Regions from separate parts of the Mus musculus genome. Here regions 1 and 3 are each linked to region 2. The links are chromatin contacts, called in public Hi-C maps. All regions are on one chromosome and are shown on one strand. Each heading gives the region's core, a stretch centred on a gene start, on an enhancer-like site or on the middle of the called end of the contact. The rest is flanking DNA. Distances are from core to core; before and after follow the strand shown.

The links. A called contact is a pair of places that touch in the nucleus more often than the background predicts.
Region 1: a Hi-C map of CD8 T cells shows a contact between it and region 2, with 7 times the contacts expected there. The contact joins the promoter of Kiz here to the promoter of Chd6 in region 2. A contact is called at or near these places in 2 of 39 promoter capture datasets (cranial neural crest and pre-B cells) and 1 of 484 Hi-C or Micro-C datasets (CD8 T cells).
Region 3: a contact with region 2 is called in a Hi-C map of B cells, with 5 read pairs. The contact joins the promoter of Cstf1 here to the promoter of Chd6 in region 2. A contact is called at or near these places in 1 of 39 promoter capture datasets (pre-B cells) and 1 of 484 Hi-C or Micro-C datasets (B cells).

The regions. Positions count from the first base shown.
Region 1 is chr2:146,854,622-146,858,649 of GRCm38.p6, forward strand. It overlaps Kiz (kizuna centrosomal protein), which reads left to right and starts at 1,259. Exons shown (of 14, transcript NM_001033298.4): 1 at 1,259-1,422. The coding sequence starts at 1,301.
Region 2 is chr2:161,106,474-161,110,528 of GRCm38.p6, forward strand. Chd6 (chromodomain helicase DNA binding protein 6) reads right to left here and starts at 2,613. Exons shown (of 37, transcript NM_173368.3): 1 at 2,516-2,613.
Region 3 is chr2:172,368,711-172,372,669 of GRCm38.p6, forward strand. It overlaps Cstf1 (cleavage stimulation factor, 3' pre-RNA, subunit 1), which reads left to right and starts at 2,293. Exons shown (of 6, transcript NM_024199.2): 1 at 2,293-2,317. It overlaps Aurka (aurora kinase A), which reads right to left and starts at 1,860. Exons shown (of 9, transcript NM_001291185.1): 1 at 1,763-1,860; 2 at 276-322. The coding sequence starts at 317.

The DNA.
Region 1 (4,028 bases), core at 9-2,508, about 14 Mb before region 2:
ATGTTATAGTGGGACAAGACACGGACACATGCCGTCAGAAGCAGCTTAGATTTATTATGCCTTGATTTTTCAATTGAGTTTTGGTCATTACACATTCAGGAACGGTTTACTGTTGCTGAACTTTTTGACACACAGCTCCCTATCCCTAACCCATTCAGATATGGTGCAATCCCCATGGAGTCCTGACACACTATTAAAGAAATGTTGGTGTCAGGGATGCTTTGCATGAAAATAAAACTACCGACTTGAGAAAAGAGACATAAAATTAAAAGTCTAGGATAAGGAACCACATTGACTACAAGTACGTGTGTACATTTTTTTTTTTTTAATTTCCTATTCCAAGTGGGTTTTAGAATCCAGTTGTCTTTCTTCAGGAAGCCTTTTGCCATGTTGATGGAGGCAAGAATAAAGACTGATTCTGTTCTGGGCCTTTATAACCAGTAGTTCCTCTGAACTGATCTAAGGTTAAGTTAGTCTTGCTGTAATAGTCTGCCCAATTCACTCTGGGGCACCTAGGCTTTTTGTATGGTCACAGCTGAGTTGTGGGACATAGGGTTTATGCCAATGTAGTCTGGCTGGGGGCCTTGTTGGAGAATTGACTGCAGAAGTAAACGGTTTGATTCACAAGGACCTAGTTAGAAACCAAATCTTTCTCCCCTGAAAGGGCTGATGGCAACCTGAGCATTGAAAAACATTCCAGCGTGGGATGGCATATTTGGTTTCTTTGTTTGTTTGTTTTATTTTGTTTGGGGGTGGGGTTTGGTGTTTTGAGACTAGGTTTCTCTGTGTTGTCTTTGTTGTCCTGGAACTCACTCTGTAAATTAGACTGGCCTCGAACTCAGAATTCCTACTGCCTCTGCCCGTAGTGCTGAGATCAAGGGCATATTTGCGGTTCTTAAATTTTGTTTTCTTCTAGCTTTTTGTTTTGCTTTCTAAGTGCTGGTATCAAAACAATCTTGTCACAGGGTCTCTCACTGCAAATTCTAGGAAGGTAAATAAGAAACTGCATCTGATAAAATGAATGCGTGTAGGACGGATTCTGTAGGGGAAGAGAAACACAGCGGTAGCAGAGAGAACGTGACACAGCTCCCTTGTCTTCTCCCTGTACCACCAGGGCTGCTCCACCCTTGCCAGTCTCTCTGTCTTCGCCCCTCCCGGACCCACACCGCGGCTAACCCCGCCTCCTCGGCGCCCCGCCCTTCGCCCCGCCCTCTTCAGGCCGCTAGGCGCCTTGTTTACCCGCGGTGCATGTTGGGGCGGTCTCCTTGGGCAACGCTGGCCCGCCAGCTGCCCTGTGGCAATGCCGCGAGGGCGCGGTGGCGGTGGTGGTGGCCTGCGCCAGGCCTCCGCCACCTCTGCGCCCTTGGCGAGCCCCAGCTACTACGAAAGGGTGGGCCAGCTCCAGCAGGCTCTGCGGGACAGGTACGGCCGCGGGACGGGGCAGGGAGTCAGCGGCGCCACTGAGAGCATCGGGGTACGGTGTCCGGCCCACTTCCCGCCAGTGGTTCACTAGTGTTGGAACTCGCCTGCGACCCCCAACTAGCCCCAGAAGGGGTTAGGAGCACAACTTTACCACGGATGCCCCTTGTTTGAAAGCGCAGAGAGACTGTAATCTCTCATGACAACCAAAGCCAGGTCCCTCAGCCTGCGGATGCGGCCGGAAGTGAGAGTGGGAGTTTTTTTGCCTGCCAGTCTTGATCAAACCTTGTGAATTTCTTTAGTCCTCTCTAGTCCTACATGCCCCCTCCTCACTCTCTCTTCAAGTTGTCATCCTACTTTGACAGCCGCACTGCATCAAAGATGACAGGTCCAGGAACGCAGGCTGGAATGGTGTGTGTGTGTGTGTGTGTGTGTGTGTGTGTGTGTGTGTGTGTGTGTGTGTGTGTGTGTTTGCGCGCGCGCTGTAGTCTTTTAGAAGTGTCTGGGGCTGACTAAATTTCTAGTAAAAGGATGAAATTTTCAACGGGTTCAGCTTCGAGGGTTGGGATTGCCTTTGATTAAGACATGAAAGATGAGAACCATTGGAAAAAGCTAGATCTAAGAATGCATAAATAGAAAAAAGTACAAAGCAATTGACTATAAATAACCACATGGAAAGATAAGTTGTTGGAACACTTATTTAGCTGCCAAATTAATTGGACTTAGAAATCTCATTAGTTGACAAGAAAGGAAATAGATTTTTGGATCTTTTGATAAACAAAACATTTAGTGGGTGTTAAAGTTACAGAATCATTCAGAAGGAACAGGAGGGCTGTAACAATTCTAAGATCATAACAGTAATTGCAGGTGAGGTAAAGTAAGTGATTTTTCAAAGGAATTGCATCTTACACTAGACTTAATTTTTGCCAATTACTTGTTAAGTAACTCCCACGGGCCCTAACTCTTCTTTCCGTGTTTTATCTTCTTTCTACATCCGTTTTTTTTTTTTTTTTTTCCTTCTGACACAGTCCTGCTCACCTACTCTAGGGATCTCTTAATCTCCCACTTAAGAAAAAAAAAATTAACCATTTAGGCGTATGTTGGTGGTGGTCTATGCTGAAGAGACAGAAATAGGAGGACCACAGGTTCAAGGCCAGCCTGGGATACAAGCCAGCCAGGGCAGCATAGTGAGAACCTATCTCCAACACACACACACACACACACACACACACACACACACACACACACACCTTTATTTTTCCTACAGAGCTTTTCTTTTCTCAATACTTTCTAATGTTTGCACCTTCAGTGTGCTTAGTGAGATCTCAGAGAGAATACAATAGAGAGAGAGAGAATGTGTGTGTGTGCATGCACAAGCACGTGTGCACATGCGAGCTCAAGTGTGCCTACATTGAGAATTTTAGGTGAGAAGCAACACCTTTTGCTCACTGTGTAGTACAATGGTGGAGGAGGTGTTTTTGTAAAATGTTTGAATTTATGGGTTAAATCCAAAAGTCAATTAGCCAGCGTCTAGGTGTTACAAATGCCTTATGTGGAATGCCATCACCTCATTGTCACTGAATAATGATCTTTTTTCCAGTTACCCAAGGTGGTGGTATTAGATCTCTGCATATATATATGTGTACACATATATATATGCATCAGCTAATTTAAAAGCAAGAACTTTAGTTTTAGTGCCTTTATCTCATTGTCTGTTGTAGTTCAAGAGTGGTATAGTTACCTTTGGCCTTTACTTATTTGTGTTTTGTAGGCAAAGATCTGCTCTTAAAATGTGACTGATTTAAATGACATTCTTTTTGAACTAGGTTAGTGGTAAGTTATTTTTGCCTCCTATGCTGGAAGCACCTGGTTCTTTATGGTCCTTATGGCACAATAACTGTAATGATTATCCACTTTATGTTTAGCACTTTTTGCTTTAATTAGGAAGCAAGGTAAGGTTGTTGAAGTTACATAAGAAACTGGAGTCAGATTTTATGGCCTGTTCATGGTCCTGCATTTGAAGATTTGTTTTATTTTTAAGTCAGTGTAAATCTATTGCTCTGTGTGATCATTTTTCATTTTAAGAATCTGTAAGTGACTCTAATTAATGCATGCTACACACAAGATAGAAGCAAATAACTCTAGAGAGGGAGCTATAGTAAATGAGTAGGAACATGAGTTCTGCCCATGACAAGTCATGAGACTTCACCAAGGGTCACACACACACACACACACACACACACACACACACACACACTAAATGTAATAACATTTTAAAAATTAAAGCCAGTCTCATCATAGGGACCACTATTTCCTGAAAGTCCATGTTCATCTTCAATATTGTGAATTTCACAGCAGTTGGAAATGCTTTTATCACTTTGGAAACTTTGGGGAATCAGGAGATTAACAGCAACAACAAGTACAGTTCAGCCTTCTTGGCCCTTTTAGAGGCAGTCATTGAAATGTTAGCTGATCTGATAACTGAGCTTGTTCATCGAAACTGTTGTATTTTAAACTCCAGTCATTTTCCTGTGTATTCCCACATAGGTGTAATTTTATAGCTTGAATGTTTTTCTATGTGTGTGTAGTGCTTTCTCTCCATTGTTGTG
Region 2 (4,055 bases), core at 1,363-3,862:
TAATGTGGTTCCTAAAGAGATACAGCCCTGCTAAATATTCTTTGCTATTTGAGACAGTTACAAGGAAAGTATACTGATAAATACAAAGAAATCTCCTGCAGATCTTCCTGAAATGGAAGGCCTAACTCTGGTTCTCTCACTCCACTTCTAACTGGTTTTTCAACTTCTAGCCTGAAGTCATATACTGAGAAGAGTCAGGGGCCTCCTATTACACCACTATAAAAATAATTATAAAGATACTTGAAAGTTGTGGTAGAAAGGGGGGAAAAGAAAAGAAAACAAAAAATAAAGATCGTGACTCCAGAGAAACTGCAACATCGGAGACCACAAAACCAATGTCATTTCACCAAGACAGACTACATACACACACAAAAAAAAAACCACTTCAAACTACTTACTATAAGCAGAGATTCCCAAACAACAGAGTGAGGGTAGGGATATGTACAGGTTAGCTTTTTGTGTGTGCTTGGGTAAGTGCGCCTGTGCACATGGAGGCCAAATGTCAAATGTTTCTTCCTCAATCTTACTACCACATTTTTTGAGACAAGGTCTCTCACTCTAGAGTTTGCCAATTCAGCTAGGTTGGCTGGCTGGCCCACAAGCCCCAGAGATGACAGGAGTTAGCCATAATGCCTGATTTTTTAATGTGGATGCTAGAGATACAAACTTGAGTCTTAATGCTAACATGGCAAACACTTTACCACACAGGCCATCTTCCTAGTCTTTGGGTTAGTTTAAATACAAAACATTAATAATCCATCTATGAAATCTTGGGACAGAAGGAACTCCAAATTAAGTCACACCGCTTCACATTTTCCCAGGCCCTTGGTTAAAGGGATGGATACACCCCTTATGTGAAACCACCTGCTCTGGTTGGCATAAACCAGGCTACATGACAACTCATGCCTAATCATTTTATCATACACACATCTCAAATCCTTCTGTTGCCAGAGAACCACAAAGTTCACAAAAAACTCTCTCAGAGGCTGCCAACCTGATCTTCCAACTTGGCTTCCAACTAAACTACTGTGCTACCCACAGTGAATGAGACAGACCCGCTCACTCCCTTACAATAAGTCAAGCACTCAGAGCTCTGAAAGAAAGCATGGTGTCTGTCCAGACTTTTCCAAAAGCACCATAAGCAGATCCCCATGGAGTATGCCAATATGAGGGCCTACTGGCATGGTATTCTTATATACCATTTGGGAAATAATCAAATCCTAGGCAAAATATTTCAGACACTCTTGAAAACTGTCAATATTTAAAATATCTATTTTCTCTGTTCATGGATCTGTTACAGCAGAAATGAACAGTTTCTTGAGGGGTGGCAAAAAAGGCACAAACAAGCCCCGGAGAAAGATGCTCAGAGATGCCAGAGACTCTCTAGAAACCTTGGCCAGATTACTAATGGTCTATAAAGCCTAATTTGGAGAACACGGGCCTACGAGCTCAAAATTGAATTATACTGCCTTATTAGATCCCACACTCGTGAAACCACAGTCATATTAGTCATAACTGAAACTAGGAATACTCTATGTACACAAATATAAAGTGCATGCTTATGCATTTTTAATTGGATCAAATAAAACTGAAGCTGCAAACAAACTCACATTTCAATTATCTCACTAGTGCGGGGATTTCCTAATAACCTCGTTTTAAAACCCAAGGAGCTGCCAACCCCTCTCCACATCTGACAGGCATGGTCCCTGGAAATTTTAGGAAGGACATTCCTCCGTTACTTCTCAACAGAGAAGAGAAATAAATACCCTGAAGGAAACAGATTTTTTTCTTTTTTTTTTTTTCATATTCCCTCTCTCTAATTTCTTTGCAAGCTCTAACATGCAATCTAATAACGCACCAAACTTGGCAGCGGGGTAGCTTGGTGGCTTGGAGTCTTGAGGGCTCAAATTTTCGGGGGCGAGTGCGCGTTAGTGCGTGAGGAGCCGGCCGGAGGGGCGCGCGACCCGGGGACGCGCCGGGGCCCCCGCCCCCTCCCGGAGCAGCAGCCTGGCACCGGCCCACCCTCCTCCACCCCTGCAAACAGACGCAGGACGCGGAGCGGAGCAACTTCTCCGCGGGGGCGGTAGCGGCTGGCGGGCGCGGGGGTGGCCCTCACGCGCCGTGGGCCGCCGGGGTCCCCTGGGAAGCCTTGGCAGGCCCCGCCCCGCCGCAAAGGCCCGCGCTTGGGGTCTGAAGCAGGACCCCAAGCCTGGGCGCGTGGCCCCGCAGTGGCGCTCTCCCAAGGACGGAGGGCGGGCGGCCAGAGCGCGCGGCAGCCGGGAGGGGCGGACGCCAAACCCCTCGCCTCAGGCCTCGGGGCCCTCGGCCTGGCCGAACGCCCGCGGCCGCGCTCGGACCCCTGCCCGGCCGGGCCTCGCGCCGCCGCGGCCCCTCAGCCCCGCTCCATTCATAGGGCAGCCCCATCCCGGCCAGCGGGGCGGAGACAGGGTCCCCGCGGGCAAGCCCAGCTTGTCGGGGCCAGGCAGGAAAATAAAAAGTTAAGAGAAGAACTTACCTAAAATGGCTCCTGCAGCAGCCAAAATACAAACAGCTATTATTTGGTGAAGTTTAGCTCAGACACCCTGCAAGGACACCCTAACCCAGCTTGGGCCCGCCTTCCCTGCCGCGCTATTGGGTTTCGCCTGCCCAAAACACAGGTTCATTGGTCGTGTGGGCTGCCGATCAGACAGAAGCCCGTTTCAAGCTTGCTTGCAGGAGCGAGTGATGGGCTTGCTCCATTGTGCTCGTATTTGCATGGATGTGATCGCAGCGGTGATTGGTCGATGTCGGAGCCGCTCCGCCTCCCAGCCTAGATCTCCCCGCCTTGCAGACAGCGCAGCTCCCGGCCCGCCCCCCCGGAATGAAGCGGCCGGGCCGCGGGGGCGGGGCGGGGCTGGGGTCCCGCAGGCGGAGGGGGCGGGGCGGGGTGCTGCGCTCTGTTTTGCAAGCAGGGGGCGAGGACCTGGGCGCTGGCCCGCGGCTGGGGCTCAACCTGCAGGTGGAGGTCTCGCAGGTAGTGGGCAAGCAAGCTGGAAAACCCGGGATTGGCTCTCCGGAGGTGGGAGAAGATGTACTGGGGTCCCACGACGTGAGCGCCCCGCCGGCGCCCAGATCCTGCAACGCGCACTCGAGGAGAGGTGAAGGTCCCAACGGACAGGAAAAAGAAGATGCTGAGAGGCCGAGGGAAGCGAGGAGCCGGGTCGTCAGTCTCCAGCTGCTTATACTGCAGATCCGCCTGGCTCCCTAGCATACTAGGAACGTCTTCCCAGGGCCCTGCACACCCCGGGAGTTTTCCAGCCCTGAGGATCCTGCAGCGCATTGGATATGCTTCAGTAACATCAGGAGTGGAACCATGGTGTGTTTATTTTCGGGCCTATCTCCACTACCATCCTTGTAGCATCCTCAAGGACAGGGCCTAGCATATGACAGAGATTCAACCAATTGTTGTCTTCCGTAATTCGTTTTTTAGCAGCTAATTTTTAAGTGCCCACTAAATACCTGACATTGATCTGAGACGGAGGATGTAGCGGTCAATAGGACAAAGCCCTTGCACTCACCGAACAGGCAAAGGAAAAGCAATAAATAAAATAAATAAATGAACACAGAGGCAGGTAGTGATAAATGCCATAAAGAAAACAGATGGCGGGAGGAAGGACATCAGACCAGAGATGGGGGAGGAACAATTAGGGCAAGGAGGAATTTAGAGCCTATCCTGCCTAGCTAAATATTCCTCATAGCATCCTCCCTACTCTGGGACCTGGTGATCACTTTTCCTCTTCACTCCTGCCTGTCCCATCTGGAGTGTTTCCCCAGTGAATACTTAAATAAAAGAAGAAGAAAAAAAAGTCCAAAACTGGCTGGACTCTGACTTTAAAAGCTCACTTTATCTTAATTAAAGCAGGAATGATCTGAGTCTGATGACTCCAAGAGCAGTTTGTCAGAATTGTTTAGGATGAGGGTGGTATGAGTGTGTCAAGGGTAATCACAATGTTAACAGAGCCTTCCTGTACTCCCTAAGAGAATATGTTTAGCTTCTTAGAAGTCCTGGTTGTCTT
Region 3 (3,959 bases), core at 1,043-3,542, about 11 Mb after region 2:
TAGTCATAAAATAAGCAAAGAAATCTTTTGTTTGTTTTCGTTTTGGGTTTGCTTTTTGTTTTGTTTTGTTTTTAGTTTTTTTCAAGACAGAGTTTCTCTGTGTAGCCCTGGCTGTCCTGGAACTCACTCTGTAGACCAGACTGGCCTCAAACTCAGAAATCCGCCTGCCTCTGCCTCCTTGCATCCCCAGTGTTGGGATTAAAGGCATGCGCCACCACGCCCGGCAGAAATAAATCTTTTAAAAGCCGAAATTGTAAATACAGGTAATTCTGTACCTTAACAGGCCTGGAGACACAGTTTTCTTTACATCTGTCCATGTCACCTGAAAAAGGAAACAAGAGCCTTTCTTTTAGGAGGAGTCCAAGTCCTTCACCTTCGGATCTACACCAAATGACCTTGATGGTTCTCACTCAGCTCAAAGATTTACTACAAGAAAGTTGCACATGCCACAGGGTTCCCCTTTTCAGATCAGGGAAGCTAGGCAGGAGGCAGAAGCCCTGAGCAAAGGACTGCAGTTGCAGCTACCTCACACTCCTGGGCCCCAGACCAAGGTTAATAACCAGCCCTGCAGTTTAGCTTTCCCATAATAGCTACACCAGGGTCTTATCCCTAAGAGGTTTCTATTTCCTGTATTTGCAGTGGAGCCAGGATTTGTTTGTTAGGTTTGGATTTTTTTTTTGAGACAGGGTCTCCCTGGGTAGTCCTGGCTGTTCTGGAACTCATTATGTAGGTAGACCAAGCTGGCCTTGAACTCACCGAGTTCCTCCCTCTGCCTCCAAAAGGCTGGGATTAAAAGAATGCAAGACCACACCTAACCTTTATGTTTGTGGTAGAGACAAGAGTTCCATGGATCCCAGGCTGGCCTTGAGCATGCTATACGGTGGAGGATTACTCTGAACTCCTGATCCTCCCGCCTGCAGTTCCGCAGTGCTAGGACCACAGAGGTCATCACCATCCTCGGGGTTCCAAGTGCTGGGAATGGAATCCAGGGCTGGCTAGGCAAGCACCCTACTAACTGAACTACATCCCCAGACAGGCTCTCACTTATTAGCTGTGGCTGGCCTTAAATCGAAGGCTAACCTCCTGCCTCAGACTGCTGATGTAAGCAACCACACATTTAGGTGTGTGTGTGTGTGTGTGTGTGTGTGTGTGTGTGTGTGTGGTGGGGATGGAGGTGTTGAGGTAGGGACGTATGTGGATGTAATTTAGGCTGGTTTTTCGGACCTACTGTGTAGCTGAGGATGACCTTTGACTTGATCCTGCCTCCACCACCTTACTGTTGGAATAAACAGCGGCGGCCACCACGAAGGCAGTGTTCAATCCTAAAACTTCTGGAATATTCTACAAACTGAGCTTTAGCGGGTCTGCGCTTTGAAACAGACCCTCAAGTAGTCCCGACATAAACTGCTCAGAAGGCTGCGGGAAGAGCAGCACCAGTCCTGGGCACTCTACGAGGGAACTCCCGTTCATCCACAGACTCGTCGAGTCGACTTAGACTCTGATTCTCCACCCGAAGCAGTCCCCAATAAGCCGCAGTTCCCGCATCCACCATCGGTTTGCAAATTACTCGGTTAGCTGATGGTCTGGATCCCCATTCCCACAAGAACCTAAAACCAAGCCGGGAAATCTTAAACGTCTGGACCTTTCTTAAACAGAATGCAAACCCACTGAGACAGTCCATTACCCCGACGCCACACAGCCTTCCCTATCCGTTTGCAGCATCCAGGCTCGCCCTCAACAGCCATGTCCCTTTCCAACTCACAGGCAGGAACCTGCTCCCGACCGAAGCCTCCAAGCGATCCCGGTAGCTCAGCCGTTACAATTCAAAGGTTCTCCTTTTAAAATAGGAGTCAAACCCTCTACTCCAAGAGCTGATTGGCTAGAGCCGGAGCAATGCCGTTCTGTGATTGGCTCACCGTAAACGCGACTATGGGAAGCTCGTTCCCTGCCGTAGCTGGGCGCAGGCGCACTGAGCTGTCGGAGCCCGGAAGTGGTGCACCAACGGCCCGTCCGATCTGCGGCCGTTCTATCGCCCGCCGTGCTCCCCAGGATCAGGCGTTCGCCAGTCACACACAGCCCTTTGGATTCAAGGCAGTCGCGGAGGTGATTAGTTCGGAGACGGTGAATGAGCGTCTCGAACGTGCCAGTGAGTAAGATGGCGAGAAGGGCAGACTTGCGAGGGAGCAGGGATGCTCGGCGCTCGGCTGCATGCCCTTTGCACGTGCGCACTGGGTGTGCACTCCGAGCGATCGATCGGGCACGATTCGCTCCTCCATTTTTCTAGAAGAGAGCGGGAGACCGAGACCCTGATCTGCGGGTACGGGGTCAAGGGGGCGTAAGGAAGCGGGCTAGTGTGGTTGGCTAGGGTCTGTAGTGGATCACGTGAAGGACCGGGGCTAACGGAGAGGATGGCAGGAGGCCGCTCGCCCCAAGTCCGTGTCCTAGAGTTGGCCGGCCCGGCCTGCACCCCGGCTCTCAAAGGGCCTCGGTCCCGGTGGGTCCAAGCCGGAATTCCGCCCTGAGCAGAAGTGGTCGCGCGGCTTCGCTTTGGGCCCCCTGCATTCCCCGGTGTTAGCTTTCCGGGGGCGAGCTCCTCCGGTCTCGTGCCTCGGTGTCCCCTCCGGGAAGGATATAAGTTATCTGTGTCCCATTGGAAGTTAAGCGGGGAGTTAAGTAAAGGCTCAACCTCCTTCTCCCACCCCCGTTTTCTTTAAATGTCGTGATACAACCCCAGATGTTTCCTGACAGGAGTAAAGATGATAGGTCAAATGGTTAAGTTCTGGGCTCTGGAGTGTGCAGGCTCCCCCTCAACTTTGAGGGGAAGGGGAGGGCTTAACTTGAACGGGTGCCCTAGATTCTTAGAACACATTTCACCCTCTGTTGTGTCCCAATATCTTATGCAGGGGTAGATTTGTATTCATTTCTTTCTTTTTAAAAAAAAACTTATTTAGCTTTATTTTACATGCATTGGTGTCTAGGTGGCAGGCCCCTTGGAACTGGAGTTAGAGACAGTTGTAAGCCGCCATGGGAATTGAACCCAGGTCCTTTGGAAGAGCAGACAGTGCTCTTAACCACTGAGCCATCTTTCCAGCCCCCATTTCTTTCTAATGAACACGAATATATTGAATAGCTTCGTTTAGTGATTGGATGCTAATTAGGTGCTTGGCACCGCATCTGCCAGTAGGACCTGCATGGTGTTATTATTGTTAAGAACTCTGGTCAGTACTATGCTGTGTGGCCTTGCTAGTCATTTGGTTTAAAACTGAGCCCGGGGTGTCTGTCAGCAAGCATTGTAACTCTTGGCTGTTTCTCCAGGCTACCTTCTTGCTTGATGTCTCCAGACTCCTATAGTCAAACATCTAACCACACACATACTTATCAAATTACCCACCCAGGTTGATTAAGAAATCAGTTTTGTTTGGAGAGCTTAGATCTTAAGAGTATAATGTGTTTGGATTTTTACATTTATTTGTTTTGATGGTAATCATTTTTTTGTTTGTGATAGGGTCCCACTATGTAGTCCTGGCTGGCCTGTGATAGGGATCTATAGACAAGGCTGGTCTCAATATCACAGGGATCTGCCTGCCTCTGCATCCCAAGTGCTGGGAATAAAGACATGGGGCATGTGCTTGACACATTTTTATTAAGCAGTTTAACTTAGGATCTTCCCAAAGCATTGAACTTAGCTTATTTTTTCATTCTGTTATCCTTATTTGTTTTTTATGATGTATTTGTGTGTTCATGTACTACCTCATCAAGTTGTATAATTATAATAATGAGCTCGGTTGCCTGGAAACAAGTTTTAAAAATAAGCACAACAGTCACTAGTAGATTTACATTCCAGCTGGTGTAAAGTGGTCCAGGCAGCCACCGAAACATTGCAGACTCCACAGTTGACAGAAGAATCGGAGGGATAGCAACAGGGAATAAAAGTTTATCAGCGAAGAGAAGATGGTCAG